Linked DNA regions of Sus scrofa: all the other regions are linked to region 3. Evidence: chromatin contacts called from public Hi-C and HiChIP or PLAC-seq data. All regions are on one chromosome and are shown on one strand. Each heading gives the region's core, a stretch centred on a gene start, on an enhancer-like site or on the middle of the called end of the contact. The rest is flanking DNA. Distances are from core to core; before and after follow the strand shown. Region 1 holds the start of RRAS (ras-related protein R-Ras). Region 2 holds the start of PRMT1 (protein arginine N-methyltransferase 1). Region 3 holds the start of TSKS (testis-specific serine kinase substrate).

What was found. Hi-C and Micro-C count contacts between places; a contact is called where the count stands out from the background. HiChIP or PLAC-seq counts read pairs in DNA pulled down with a chosen protein or histone mark.
Region 1: a Hi-C map of liver shows a contact between it and region 3, with 3 times the contacts expected there. The contact joins the promoter of RRAS here to the promoter of TSKS in region 3. A contact is called at or near these places in 2 of 47 Hi-C or Micro-C datasets (liver and skeletal muscle) and 1 of 2 datasets of contacts at active chromatin or transcription factors (alveolar macrophages).
Region 2: a contact with region 3 is called in an H3K27ac HiChIP or PLAC-seq map of alveolar macrophages. The contact joins the promoter of PRMT1 here to the promoter of TSKS in region 3. A contact is called at or near these places in 5 of 47 Hi-C or Micro-C datasets (blood, liver and skeletal muscle) and 1 of 2 datasets of contacts at active chromatin or transcription factors (alveolar macrophages).

The regions. Positions count from the first base shown.
Region 1 is chr6:54,683,249-54,687,353 of Sscrofa11.1, reverse strand. It overlaps RRAS (ras-related protein R-Ras), which reads left to right and starts at 2,640. Exons shown (of 6, transcript XM_003355998.3): 1 at 2,640-2,830. The coding sequence starts at 2,678. It overlaps SCAF1 (splicing factor, arginine/serine-rich 19), which reads right to left and starts at 2,017. Exons shown (of 12, transcript XM_003127346.5): 1 at 1,586-2,017. The coding sequence starts at 1,642.
Region 2 is chr6:54,717,181-54,721,457 of Sscrofa11.1, reverse strand. PRMT1 (protein arginine N-methyltransferase 1) reads right to left here and starts at 2,613. Exons shown (of 9, transcript XR_002344722.1): 1 at 2,466-2,613.
Region 3 is chr6:54,783,253-54,787,387 of Sscrofa11.1, reverse strand. It overlaps TSKS (testis-specific serine kinase substrate), which reads left to right and starts at 2,177. Exons shown (of 11, transcript XM_021094752.1): 1 at 2,177-2,680. AP2A1 (AP-2 complex subunit alpha-1) reads right to left here and starts at 851. Exons shown (of 23, transcript XM_021094760.1): 1 at 623-851. The coding sequence starts at 689.

The DNA of each region.
Region 1 (4,105 bases), core at 1,391-3,890, 100 kb after region 3:
GTCTAGATGATCCTCTAGACTTTCCCAGACCAAGGTGGACTAACTCTCTCTGAAGCCCCAAGGCCACCCCGAATTTTTTAACATTTTGCATTTGAATTACTTTCTAAAGGGCAAGTATATTTGAGCTGGGCAAAATTTCCAATACGTTCCTTTGTCTTACTCTCCTGGCCGATTATCTGGCCCCCAAAGGCATTCGAATTTGCTCCAGGCATAGAGCCTGCACTCTTGCAGTCACACTCAAAGCCACCTAGATGGTTCCAGGTCCTTCTAACTGTCCCCAGTCTCCTGTCACCCAGATTAGACACTCCCCAGACAGTTGGAGACCCATCCAAGCCTCCCAGCACATCTCAGTATTTGCTTCCTTCCCTTAGTGGGTACATCCCACTCCTCTGAATGGCTATAAAAGACTTCCTTGCGCTGGAACTGTTCTTCCATGGCCTGGCTAAATGGCCCTAGACCCATGTAGGTGAGCCGCATTCTCAGGTCAGCCCATGTACACACTGCTCAGCCCTAGGAGATATACCCCAGCCATAGGTGGCTCTGCAGATACTCCCCAGCTCCTGCAGACCTCCTTCACCCCTGGGACATATCTCAAGATCTCAAGATGGCCCCAGAACCCTCCAAACAGACTCTAGCCTCGGGTCAGCCTATAAAGACATTCAACAGTGCCTACAGAAATGACCCAAGCCAGCTATATGACGGAGGGCAGGCTTCAGTCTCGGTCCAGGTCCTGTGGACGCCCCTAGTCCTCTAGGAGACGCCCGGTCCATGCCCCCCGGCACCCCAGACCCGTCCCGGGGCCTCGAGAAGGCCCCCCGCTCGGCGCCAGGCTCCGCCGCCGCTACCGGGCCCAAGGCCGACCCGCTAAGCCCTCCAGGCCCCGCGGCGTGTCGGGAGGACCCCGGGACAAGTAGCGACCCGACTCCGCCCCGCCCACCCCGATAGGCCCGAGCCCCGCCGCTCGGACCGCCGCCGCCATCTTACCCCGCCGCTCGGGCTGCGGCTCCGGCCCCGGCGCGGGGCGGGGCGGGCTGGGGCGGGGCTCGCGAGCAAAGGGAGGAGAAAGGAGGAGCTAAAACGCCGCCGAGCTTGCCGGGACTTCAAGTACCGAGCACCGTGCCGTGAAGGCTGGTGGGAAGGCTTCGGACTCAGTTTCCCAGCAGTCAACGGGGCAGATGGGCCGGGTGCGCGCGACGTACGCCGGGAGACGTAGTCCGCGCGTCGCCTCCGCCGCGCGGGGACTGCGAGGGGATGAGGGGTGAAGTGGGCGGGGTTGCGGTAGCGCGCGATTAAGCCCCATAGTGCCCTGCACGCGCGCGGAAAGAGCAGCGGAAAAGGAAGTGCCGTAAAGAGCGCTCAGCCTGACAGGTGCAAGGGAGTTGTAGTTCCGCGGAGTGAGCCGTGGGGGGGGGGGAAGCAGGACTGGCTGGAAGTTGCCCCGCCCACATTCTGGGGATCCCAGAATCCTGATGCCCAAGTTCTCTCTAAATTTAGAACCAAGAAGCCCGGCCCTACAGCTTCCTCCTCATTTACAACAGAAAAATCCAAATCCGATTCCTCTCAGAGCCGAGGGGTCCGGACTCACATTTCCCTCAGAAGTCCGAGCCCTCCTTCCTCTTAGATCCAGGAGTCGGGCCTTCATGCCTCCCTCAGACCATTCCTGGTCTCAAACGCCTTACGCGAACACAGGGGTTCGGGTACCCCATTCCAATTCCCTCGGATCCAGAATATTGGGTCCCCCCGCTCCTTCAGCCCTCGGACCGATGAGTCCGGGCCCTCAGCAATCTAGAAGCAAGGACCTCCAGAACTCCTCCTTCCAGGACCCAGGAGTCCAAACCTCCAGTCACAATCTCTCCTTGCGACCCAGGGGTCTGGGTCCTGGGCTTTCTCCTCCTTCAAGACTCGGAAATCCTGACCCTAGACCCTTCATAACCCAGGCGTCCCCGCTTGGGCGAGCTGGCTCATGAATTAGGAATGCAGTGATCTCACGGCCCCTCCCTTCCCGGTTACCCGCTGGCCCCCCTCCAGGGCCCCATCTCCCCTCCCAGTCTGTCTTCCGCTAGGCTGGGACAGCGGGAACCGGAAGCCTGGGTCCCGTAGCGGGCGGAGCCTCCATCACCCAACCCAGATGCCAGAGTCGGGAGCTTGGCTTGGGTCCCAGGACAGAGGTTAATTTCCCCTCAGGACTCGCTCCTTCCTCAGAGCGCGCCTATATACGGCCGCGTGCGCAAGACTCAAGCCCCGCCTACTAGAACAAGGCCTCGGGGACGGTACCCTGAGAAGCTAGCTGCAACACAGGGTTTCTCATTTACATAGTCCCACCCCGAACGATTTTCCGGACCCGTCTACGAAGAGAATAAGAACTCTTATTAGCATGGCTCCGCCCCCCCGGCCCGCCAGCCGAGAGCGCGTGGCGCTGCTCGGGGTGAGCACAGTTCTCTCATTAGCATGTTCCCGCCCCATTCGGAATTCCCCTTCTCAGCGACAGCCGTACTCCTATCCGTATTAGCATAGCTCCTCCTTTTCCCAGGTCTTGCCTGCCTCTAAGTGTCCCAAGTAAGGAGCCCTTCTTGCTGGAGCTCATGTTTATGCAGTACCCTTATTAACGTGGTCCGCCCCTAGGCCCCGCCCGGTCCCCCCCCCCGCCCCAGGCGGTAGCGGCGGCAGCGGCAGCGACATGAGCAGCGGGGCGGCGTCCGGGACAGGGCGGGGGCGGCCCCGGGGCGGGGGGCCGGGACCCGGGGACCCCCCACCCAGCGAGACACACAAGCTGGTGGTCGTGGGCGGCGGCGGCGTGGGCAAGAGCGCGCTGACCATCCAGTTCATCCAGGTAGTGGACCTTCACCCCGGGGGGTGCCCCCGGGACCCACCCAGACCTGAGCCCTTGGCGGGATCCCCAAGACTCCGGCTTCCCCTCCATCCATCACTGAGACCCTCTTATGAGGCTTTCTAATCTTAAAAATGTCCCCTCAGATGTGACCCTGAGCCCCTCAGGGCCTCCACCCCCTACATGAGGGACCTTCCTCCTGTCCTTGTATCCTGAGACCCACCACCCCTACCCCAAGTATCCAAAGCCCCGCTCCTCTGCTGACCTGACCCTGGATGCCTCCTGGGAGCACCCTAAATCCAGAAGAGTCAACCCATTTAGACCCTAAGCATTCTCATGGGCCCCCACCCCGCTCGGGGCCACCTCCTCGCACCCTGAGCCCTACCTCTCCCAAATCCCTGACCTCAGCTTCCCCTCTGAGCCGCTCAGTAACTGGGAGAATGCCCTTGACATTACCCCAACCTGGCTGTTTAGCCCCTTCAGAGACCTCCACCAGAAAGTAGAAATTATGCCCAGACTTGGCCCCTGAGATCCATCTAGGACTCCATCCCACCCCTGTCCTCAGGGAGACCCCCTCAGACCCAAGAGACTGCAAAAAGATCCTGCCCCTTGGCCATTCCCACTAAGACTCCAAGTTCTGGGGATCCCCCATCCCACCAGATCCAGACCCCTACCCTTCCTCAAGGAAAACCATCCACTCCTCCGTCGTGAGTTTTCCTCCACTCTGATCTCCTGAGCCCCTCTCAGAAATTCTGGTTAGCCCCCAGATCATTTCCATGGAAGAAGCCCCCAGAGTCTTGACACCTCCAGAAAGACCTGCTCCTTTGGAGTTTCTCTGACCTCTTAAATGTATCTCCAGGTCTCTACGACTCTCTAGACATGTACTTATATTCTATGACAACCCTCCCCCATGCTCTCCAGCCCCCAGTTCGCCCACCTGAGCTTCTCCCGGTTTACTCTGCAGACACACCCCTAAACCCCCCAGGGCCAGGCCCCTGCACTGCCCCTTACCAAGCACCCTCCACGACAGGCAGGATGCAGCCTTCGGACCCCCAGCAGCTGCCAGATCACCCCTTCTCTTCTGAAAATCCACCCTTGCCCAGGAAACTTCCACCCCTTTCCCCAGGGGAAACTCTCCCACCTGGGAGAAACCCTAGAAAGGTGTCTGCTCCAGGGATGCCACCCCTGAGGTCCCTGGGCCCCAGACCCCTGAAGAGACCCCAGACAGCGCGTGCATGGGAGCTCCTGTCTGGGTAGAGAAAGGCCCCAAGCCCTGGG
Region 2 (4,277 bases), core at 1,364-3,863, 66 kb after region 3:
AACCCGGGCAGACACCGGTAAGGACAGAGGAGGGCTGGAAATGGAGTTAAGGAAGTAGCCGCAGTGTTCGGGGGAGGCCAGATGGGGGCCACAAACCTGGAGGGAGTTTGGGCTAAGTGTTTCGGGGGCACAGGGTAAACTGGTTTGAAGCAAGAGGGCTCAGAGTTGGGCCAGTAGGAAGGGCCTGATGTGTGATGAGGTATGTTTATGTGGGGAAGGGGCTCACGAAAGGATATTTACTTCTTCAAGAGGCGGCTGGAGGCTCATCCCATTAGCCAAGGTGGCTACAAAATTCTAGGAGAGAGTAACAGGGAGAAAGGATTAGCTACTGGGAGAGACTAGGGGAGGGCCAGGCCAGGGGACCCGGGCTCTTGGAGAAGGGGGTGTTTCCTACAATTTGGCTTTGCTTTGTGGGGAGTGTGGGAGAGGGAGTGAGCAAAGAGGGAACACTGTTCTTGAAAGGGGTGGGAGAGACAGAGGAAGAGAGGAGGGGGTTCTGTCCCTGCTGAGGCTGGAGAGATGGTGGCCTGCCCCCACGCAGCCCCTCTCGGTCGGGCAAGGCACCTGACCGTGCGCACCTCCCCCATCCAGGCCAGAGGAACTGGCACCCACTGGGCACACAGGCACTGCCAGCTGTCACTCCCCCTCATCATCTAATCCCCCCAGATTAGGTGACACTTCCTGACACACACCCGCATCCTGGGTGCCCTAAGTAGCTGGGGGAGGGGGGCTGGCAGGGTGTACCCACTGGGCATCTGCCACCACTGCAAACCAGTCTCTTGTCTGAGAGGATTCCAGAAAGGAGGTGTGGCACAAGGCACCCCCTCGAGAGCTGGCAGCCCGGCCCCTGGCTGCTGCCTTGGACTCAGCCAAGTCCCAAACAAAGCCAGTTAGAGCCAGTCGCCCTGATTATTACCCTCTGCCGGGGGAGGCCAGACCCAGGACCCTCAGCCCATCTGCCCACATTCAAACAACCGCCGCGGCAGGCCCTGAAACTCCCCAGGTGCGGGGCCAAGTCCTGGGGCAACCTCTGGGGAAGCGCTTTCCTCCACCCACACGGGCCCTGGCCCAGGAGAGAGCCGAGGGGGGCAGGAGTCATTGGAGTGACCCCTGGGAGCTCCCCTCCATTCCAGAGAGGGCTACAAGGTACCGGGCCAGAGTACAGAGGCCCCGCCGGATCGCATCTCTTCCAGATGTACCCACCCGTCAGGCTCCGAGAAGCGTGAAACCACAGACAGAAGCCCCCTGGGCTCCAAGCCCCACCTCCATTCTCCCAAACCCGTGAACACGCGGAAAAAGGAGGGCGGCCTGTGCGGGGATTTCCCGCTGGGTCCTACTTCTCAGCACCGACACCTCCGCCAGGCAGGCCCCCGGAGGGCCTGAAACTCAGCACCGGAACCAGCCTCACACGCCTGCACGAGAACCAAACCTCACGGAACACCGTTTAAGGCATCCACGCTCCGGACCCTCACACAGGGCTTCAGGAAGGGGGAGGTTTCACTCCCACCCTCACAAATGCCCTGGGGAGAGAAACGGAGCAACGTTCGCGGCCTCTAGTCCCTCAGATCCCCTTCCCAAGACAGACTCTCTCTCCCCTCGCCTGGAAGGCTCCAGCGGGGAGGTGGGCTTTGGGACACGCCCCATGAAAAAGAGGTCCCTCCCACACAGCAGAAATGGCCACAAGGGGGTGCACGACGCCTTTTCGGGAAGGACCTCCTTCTGCTAGATGCCCCCCCCCAACCAGAGGGAGGTCACAGGGGCATGCTCCACCCCCCCCCGCCAGCTCCCCAAGCCCCGGGCGGGGGAGAATCCATCGACAGGAAACTGGGGTGGGAGGGGGGCCCAGAGGGAACCAATTCGTCTTCCTCCAATCCCAATTCAAGAATGCACGAAACCTGGACCGATGCCTAAGCAGATGCCCCGCTCCCACAAAGGGTTTGTTCAGGGTCAAGATACATCGGCCCTCCCAAGAGACTCTTTACTTGGCGGAGCCCCTAAGTCAGTCCCACCCCGAGATGCTTGTCACGATCCCCGGGGAGGAGGGCAGGGGGCCTCAGAGGGAGGGTCGGAGCCTCCTCCCCGCCCCCCCTCAGGGCGCCCCTCCCCCGACCGGGGGCGGGGCCTTTGTCCCGCACGTGGAGGCCGCCCGGCCGGCGGGCACGGCACACCCCCTCCCCACCCACCGCGCTGCGGCCACGTGGGGACCAGGCCGGAAGCGCCCCCAGCCCTTCTCATCGTGGGAGGGGGCACGAGACCCTCGATTCTAGGGGGTGCCACAGGCGCTCGAAAGCTAGGGAACCCGCACCTCAAACGGCATCCCGGATCCGGAGCATGCGGCGCCCCCTCCGTACGACTAAAGGATTTCAACCCCAATCCGGCGACTCAGAGCCCCTTCCCCACGACGGAGGCATAAAACGCTGACCCTCAAACTGCCCCCCGCCCCCGACGGCGCTCCAGGCGCTCACCTCCATGATGCAGTTCGCGGCCTCGGCTGCCGCCATCTTCACCCGCACCTACTCCTCCTCCGGCCGCCGAGACCCCCCCCTTCTCCGCACTCCCCCGGGACCGCCTTATACCGGAGGGTCCACGGCCCGCCCACCGCGACCCCGCCAGGAGATCTCATTGGTAACGGAGGTGACCCGTCTGGGAATACCGCTTTGCAATTGGGCTAAAAAGACGCCCATCAAAATTGAGGAGACCGCCCAGTCTGGCGTCCAGAACCCCGCCCCTTTAGGTCGACCGGGATGGGAGGGACTGCCTGTCTATCGCAAGAAGTGCGACAGGTGATTGGGCAAAGTCAACAGGGAGTTCCCGCCCCTTTCCCCTCAGCACCGCCTTCAAGCTTCCCGGCGGACCCCGCGCCAAGCGGACATCTTGAAACAGAGCAGTCTATCACAAAAATGACCCGCCTCTTGATGGCTGCTATTGGTTTATCAGCTGTTGTGACGTCACGAAGCTTTTGGCCGGCCTCAAGGAGAACGTGACGATTGGCCCACGAAAAAGGAAGGCAGGGCTTTAGGCTCCAGCGATTGGCTCAATAGAACTGTCAGTCATCGCCCTTTTGATGGCTTCTCCCAGCCGGAGGGGCGGGCACTCAGGAGGAACGAAGGAGCTTGTGCCCATTTTCCTGAAGGAAAACTGACCCAACGAGAGGCCCAAAGAGAGGGAGTTCATGTCTGGGGTCCCGAAACAAATCAGGAATGGGGCTCGGGCGTCAAGGTATTTAACCCCTGGCCCGCTACTTAATTGTTCCATGTTTTTTAAACCCAGTGACCCCACTCAAGCCACTTTGCTTTTTGCCAAGTCCACCCCTGCAGGTAACACACGCCCCCTTTTTCTGTCCAACTCCTTTGTCAGTCAGGGCGCCCTTTAGCTGCCACCTCCTCCAGGGAGCCTTCCTAAACCTGCAGGAAAATTACGTACTGAATGAAGATGAGTGCCACTGGCAGAATATATGCATCACCCCAGAAAGTTCTTTCATGACCTTTTCTATTCAACATCTCCCCACCCAACCCCAGAAACCATCACTTTCTGTGTTGTCACCGTCACGCATCTTTTCCATGTCTAAAATTTCGTAAAAATGATAAAAACATTTTTGTAAAAATGTAATTACAGTATGTACACAAGTGTTTGTCTTCTTTTACTGAGCATAATGCTGTTGAGAATCATTCATGTCACACCTAGCAGTTGTCCAGTCCTTTTCATGGCTGAGGAGTAGTCCATTGAATCCATGGGTTACATTTTCCTCTTGATGGGTATGTGGGTATGTGGGTGGTTTCCAGGATAGGGCTGTTAGGAATAGAGTGGCTGTGAACCATCATGACCAAGGCTTTCTCTGGATCTATGTTTTCCCTTTTCCTGGGTAAACTGAGAACACAGCTGGGTCATATGCTAGGTGTATCTTTCTAAGAAACTGCCAAAGTTCCCCTCTGTATTGTAGCATGTTGCATTCCCATCCGTGACCCATGAACGTTCTGTGGGCTCCACATCCCCTCCAGCACTTCAAAAAATCAACCTGTAATTTTAAGAGTCTTGTAGGTATAAACCGATTAGCTCATTTGCATTGCCCTCATCACCACGGCTGTTTAGCCTCCTTTCACCTGCCTTACTGGCCATCTGTGTATCTTCTGCCAGGGTCTACTCAAGTCTTTGGTGTATTTTTAACAAGCAGTGCTGTTTTCCCTTTTCTTTTCTTTTCTTTTTTTTTTTTTTCGGCCACAGCCAAGGTATAGAGAAGTTTCCAAGCCACAGCAGTTACACCAGCCATAGCAGTGACA
Region 3 (4,135 bases), core at 928-3,427:
CCTCTATCCCTCACCAGGGTCCCGCTATAGTCCCCCACCTTCCCATCCCTCCTCCCCAAACCCCTGGGACTTTCTATCACTCTAAAGTCCTCTCTATAAACTATAAACGAGCTGGGCACCTCGGTGACCTATCTAGCCCCTTCCCCTCTATGACACCCCCTCACCCAAGCTCTCAAGCCTGGCTTCCTGTGTTTCAGGTCTCCCCGTTCCCACTGGCCCCCTCCCACTCTATCGCTCCACAGGGTACCCCCAACCACCCAGCCATGCACCTCCTTTCTTTTCTGTCTACATCAGGGATTTCTCTGACCCCATGGCTAATGCGATCTCCTAGCTTTCTTTCATCCCCAGGGGACGCCTCTACGCCCCATCTCCGGGACTTTACTAGCGTCCTTTTCATTAAGACCCTCCCGGACGCCTCTAGCCACTCCGTGTCGTCACCTGAAGAGGCACAGTAAGACACTCTAAGACCCTCCATTACCCCCACCCTAAAGTTCCCCCCGCGGCCTCTCTATCCTCTCACTCTACGACCCCAATGGACTTCTATCCCCTAGGCCCTTCTGTAACCCCCGAGCCCCTCAATTCCACGCTTCCCCCGCCCAGGGTCCCCCGGCCGCGCTCTCACAGTTCCGGATGTCGGAGATGAACACCGCGAGCCCCCGCATCCCATCGCCCTTGGACACGGCCGGCATGATGGCGGTGGTGTCGGCTCCAGGCCTGGCCGGGCAGGGCACAGCGCAGCGGGGGCTGGCAGGCGGGGACCTGAAGGAAAGGACCCCAAGCAGCGCCGAGGAGCCTAGCCGGCCAAGGGGGAGGGCGGGCTGGCGGGCGGGCGGGCGGGCAGGCAGGCCGCGTCTCCGCCCCCGGTCCCTCCCCTCCCAGCCGCCATCCTGAGCTCTCAGCTGCCCATTGGCTCGAATTACTGCCGTTCAGGCGCGGGTTCATCCCCACTCCCTCTCTCATTGGTGGCAGGACAAAGGTACGCCGTTACGATTGGTCCAGCACCCCCGTATTTCCGTTCGGGAGAGCGGGGTCGGGGCGTTGCTCGAGAGACGGGCGGAGTTAGGTTACGTACAGTTGGACCGCCCCCTCCGCGCGGCCGGGGCCAATACTGATTGGATCCGGTCGCTCTCCTAGAAGGGAGGGATTGACGTGAGGGAGGGCGGGGGGAGCGGGCTTGAGGAGGCGGGACTTGTGGTGACTGAGGCCAATAGATGGGCAGATCGCCCCCGCAGGCGTTGGGGATTTGCCCGACCTGTCCTACTCCCCCCCCGATTGGGCTGTTATGGGGGCGGGAGGAGAGCCACGATCCGTAGAGAACGAAGGAGAACGGGGGTTGTCGCTCAGCTGGGCTGGGATAGGTGGAGCAGCGCCTGCAATTCCCTGCTGCAGAGAAGGGGTTGGGAGGGGCAGGAGAGCGTGAGGTGTTTACTGCGCAAGCGTCGTTCTGATCCTCTTTCTCCCTACTCTTCACCACGCATTACTCCTTAAATCTTCCCGGAAGACGTTCCTTACCCCTTGTCTAGCGGCCAAGATGTTGGGACCTAATTTGTCCGGAGACCGAGTGTCTCAGAGCGGAGGAAACACTAATTCAAGTCTAGTCGCATTAAGCAGAGGTTAAAACTGAGGTCCAGAGAGGTTGAATGACTTGCCCAAGGTCACACAGCTCAGAAACGGCAGAGCCTGGGTTTAAAGTATATTTTGGCATTTAACCACTTGTTTTGCTTTTTAGGGCCGCACTTGTGGCATAGGGAAGTTCCTAGGCTAGGGGTGGATTCAGAGCTGGAGCTGCCAGCCTACACCACAGTGATGGAGGATCCAGGGGCCCTCTGTGACCTACACCACAGTTCCCAGCAATGCCAGATCCTTAACCCACTGAGCGAGGCCAGGGATGGAACCTGCATCCTCACGGATACTAGTTGTGTTGTGTGTGTGTGTGTGTGTGTGTGTGTTTAGAGCCGCACTGGCAGCATATGGAGGTTCCCAGGCTAGGGGTCGAATCAGAGCTACAGCTGCCAGCCTACACCACAGCCGCAGCAATGTCAGAGCTGAACGCATCTGCAGCCTACACCACAGCTCACGGCAACACCGGATCCTTAACCCCCTGAGCAAAGCCAGGAATCGAACCTGCAACCTTATGGTTCCTAATCGGATTCGTTTCCGCTGCGCCACGATGGGAACTCCAATAGTTGTGTTCGTAACCTGCTGAGCCACAGTGGGAACTCTGACATTTAACTGTTTTCCAATTATGCAATGCCTTTTTTCTTTTCTTTGCAACCACACCACCAGTAAACACACCAAATCAAAACTGTGAGTCTCTCCACCAAACTTGGAGCTCCTCAACCAGAAGGGGACTGACGAACGTTGCTAAAAGGAATGGGGGGATCTGCTATGTTTGGCCCAACCACCACCCCTTGGCGCCCCGGAGACTTTCTTTGGTTGACAGGCTTTTGGGAAGGCAAAGCCTCCCGGAACTCTAACACCCTGGGCTATTGAGAAATTTGGGGCAAAGGGAACTGGAAGAGTCCATTCTGTCACCTCGAGGAACTCAGCCCTGCCAGCCTCTTCCAACCTCAGAACTCGAGTATTCTTGGAATGAGCCTTGGGAGAGAGTCCTGCATGCTGGGAACATCCACTCTGAATCCTGGGGGGATGGGGAGAGCGAGAAGAGCCCACCTTCCAGGTTCGGTGGATCTGGCCATTCGGGTTTCCAGGAATGGGGCTTGGGAAAGTCTATTCTGGATTCTAGGAGGACAAATATTGCTCAGATGTTTCAGTGAGCAAGGACAGTCCATTCCTAATATGGGCGTGTGGGGTGCGTGTGGCGGGGGTGCTGTCTGCCTTTAAAGAACATTAAAAACAGCAACAAGGAGTTCCCATTGCAGCTCAGCGGTAATGAAACTGATTAGTATCCATGAGGATGTGGGGTCCAGCCCTGGTCCCATTCAGTGGGTTAAGGATCCAGTGTTGCCATGAGCTGTGGTGTAGGTCACAGACATGGCTCAGATCTGGTGTGGCAGTGGCTGTGGCACAGGCCGGCAGCTACAGCTCTGATTTGACTCCTAACCTGGGAACTTCCATAAGCCGAGGGTGTGGCCCTAAAAAGACCAAGAGAGAAAAAAAGCAACAACAAATTCTTGGACTAGGAGTTGGGAAAATTTCTTTTTAGGGAAGATGCATCACAAGGGACTGGAGGAGTCCTTTCATTATGAGGGAGGAAGAAGTTTCTACCTGAGGATAACACCTTTAAATAATGGGGTTGGAACTGGTCTGCTTTTTGAGGAATGGTAAGAGAGACATCCAGAGTCTGAAGAAGAGGAACCATGAGGTTGCGGGTTCGATCCCTGGCCTTGCTCAGTGGGTTAAGGATCTGGCGTTGCCGTGACCTGTGGTGTAGATGGCAGACGCAGCTCGGATCCTGCATGGCTGTGGCTGTGGCGTAGGCCGGTGGCTACAGCTCTGATTAGACCCCTAGCCTGGGAACCTCCATATGCCGTGGGAAGCGGCCCTAGAAAAGACAAAAAAACAAAAAAACAAAAAAAAAAAAAAAAAAAGGAACTAGAGTCCAAAGAACAGGAAAATTCTGTTCCTAAGGAAGAAGACAAAGCCACCCTCTTCACATCCTTAATTCTCCACCAACCTCTCACCACTACCTCCAGCCCTTCACTCAGACCCTCCAGGAGCCAGAGAGCATTAATTCTAGGTTTTGTTGTGGGAGAAGGAAGTCCTCATTCTTCCAATCACGGGTAGAGGGGGGAACTCAGTCTCTCCCAACCTCCTCTAGGGCTCCAGAGTTAGCTAAAACTTTTATTTTATTTTATTTTATTTTATTTTGTTTTTTTTAGGGCCACACCCCCGGCATATGGAGGTTCCCAGGCTAGGGATCGAATTGGAGCTACAGCTGCCAGCCTACAGCACAGTCACAGCAACTCGGGATCTGAATCGCGTCTGTGACCTACACCACAGCTCAGGGCAATGTAGGATCCTTAACCCACTGAGCAGGGCCAGGGATCGAACCCGCAACCTCATGGTTCCTAGTCGGATTCGTTTCCGCTGCACCACGATGGGAACTCCCTAACCCATAAAATTTTTAACCCAATATTTAATCCATACACCCACATATGATCGTGTCAACATA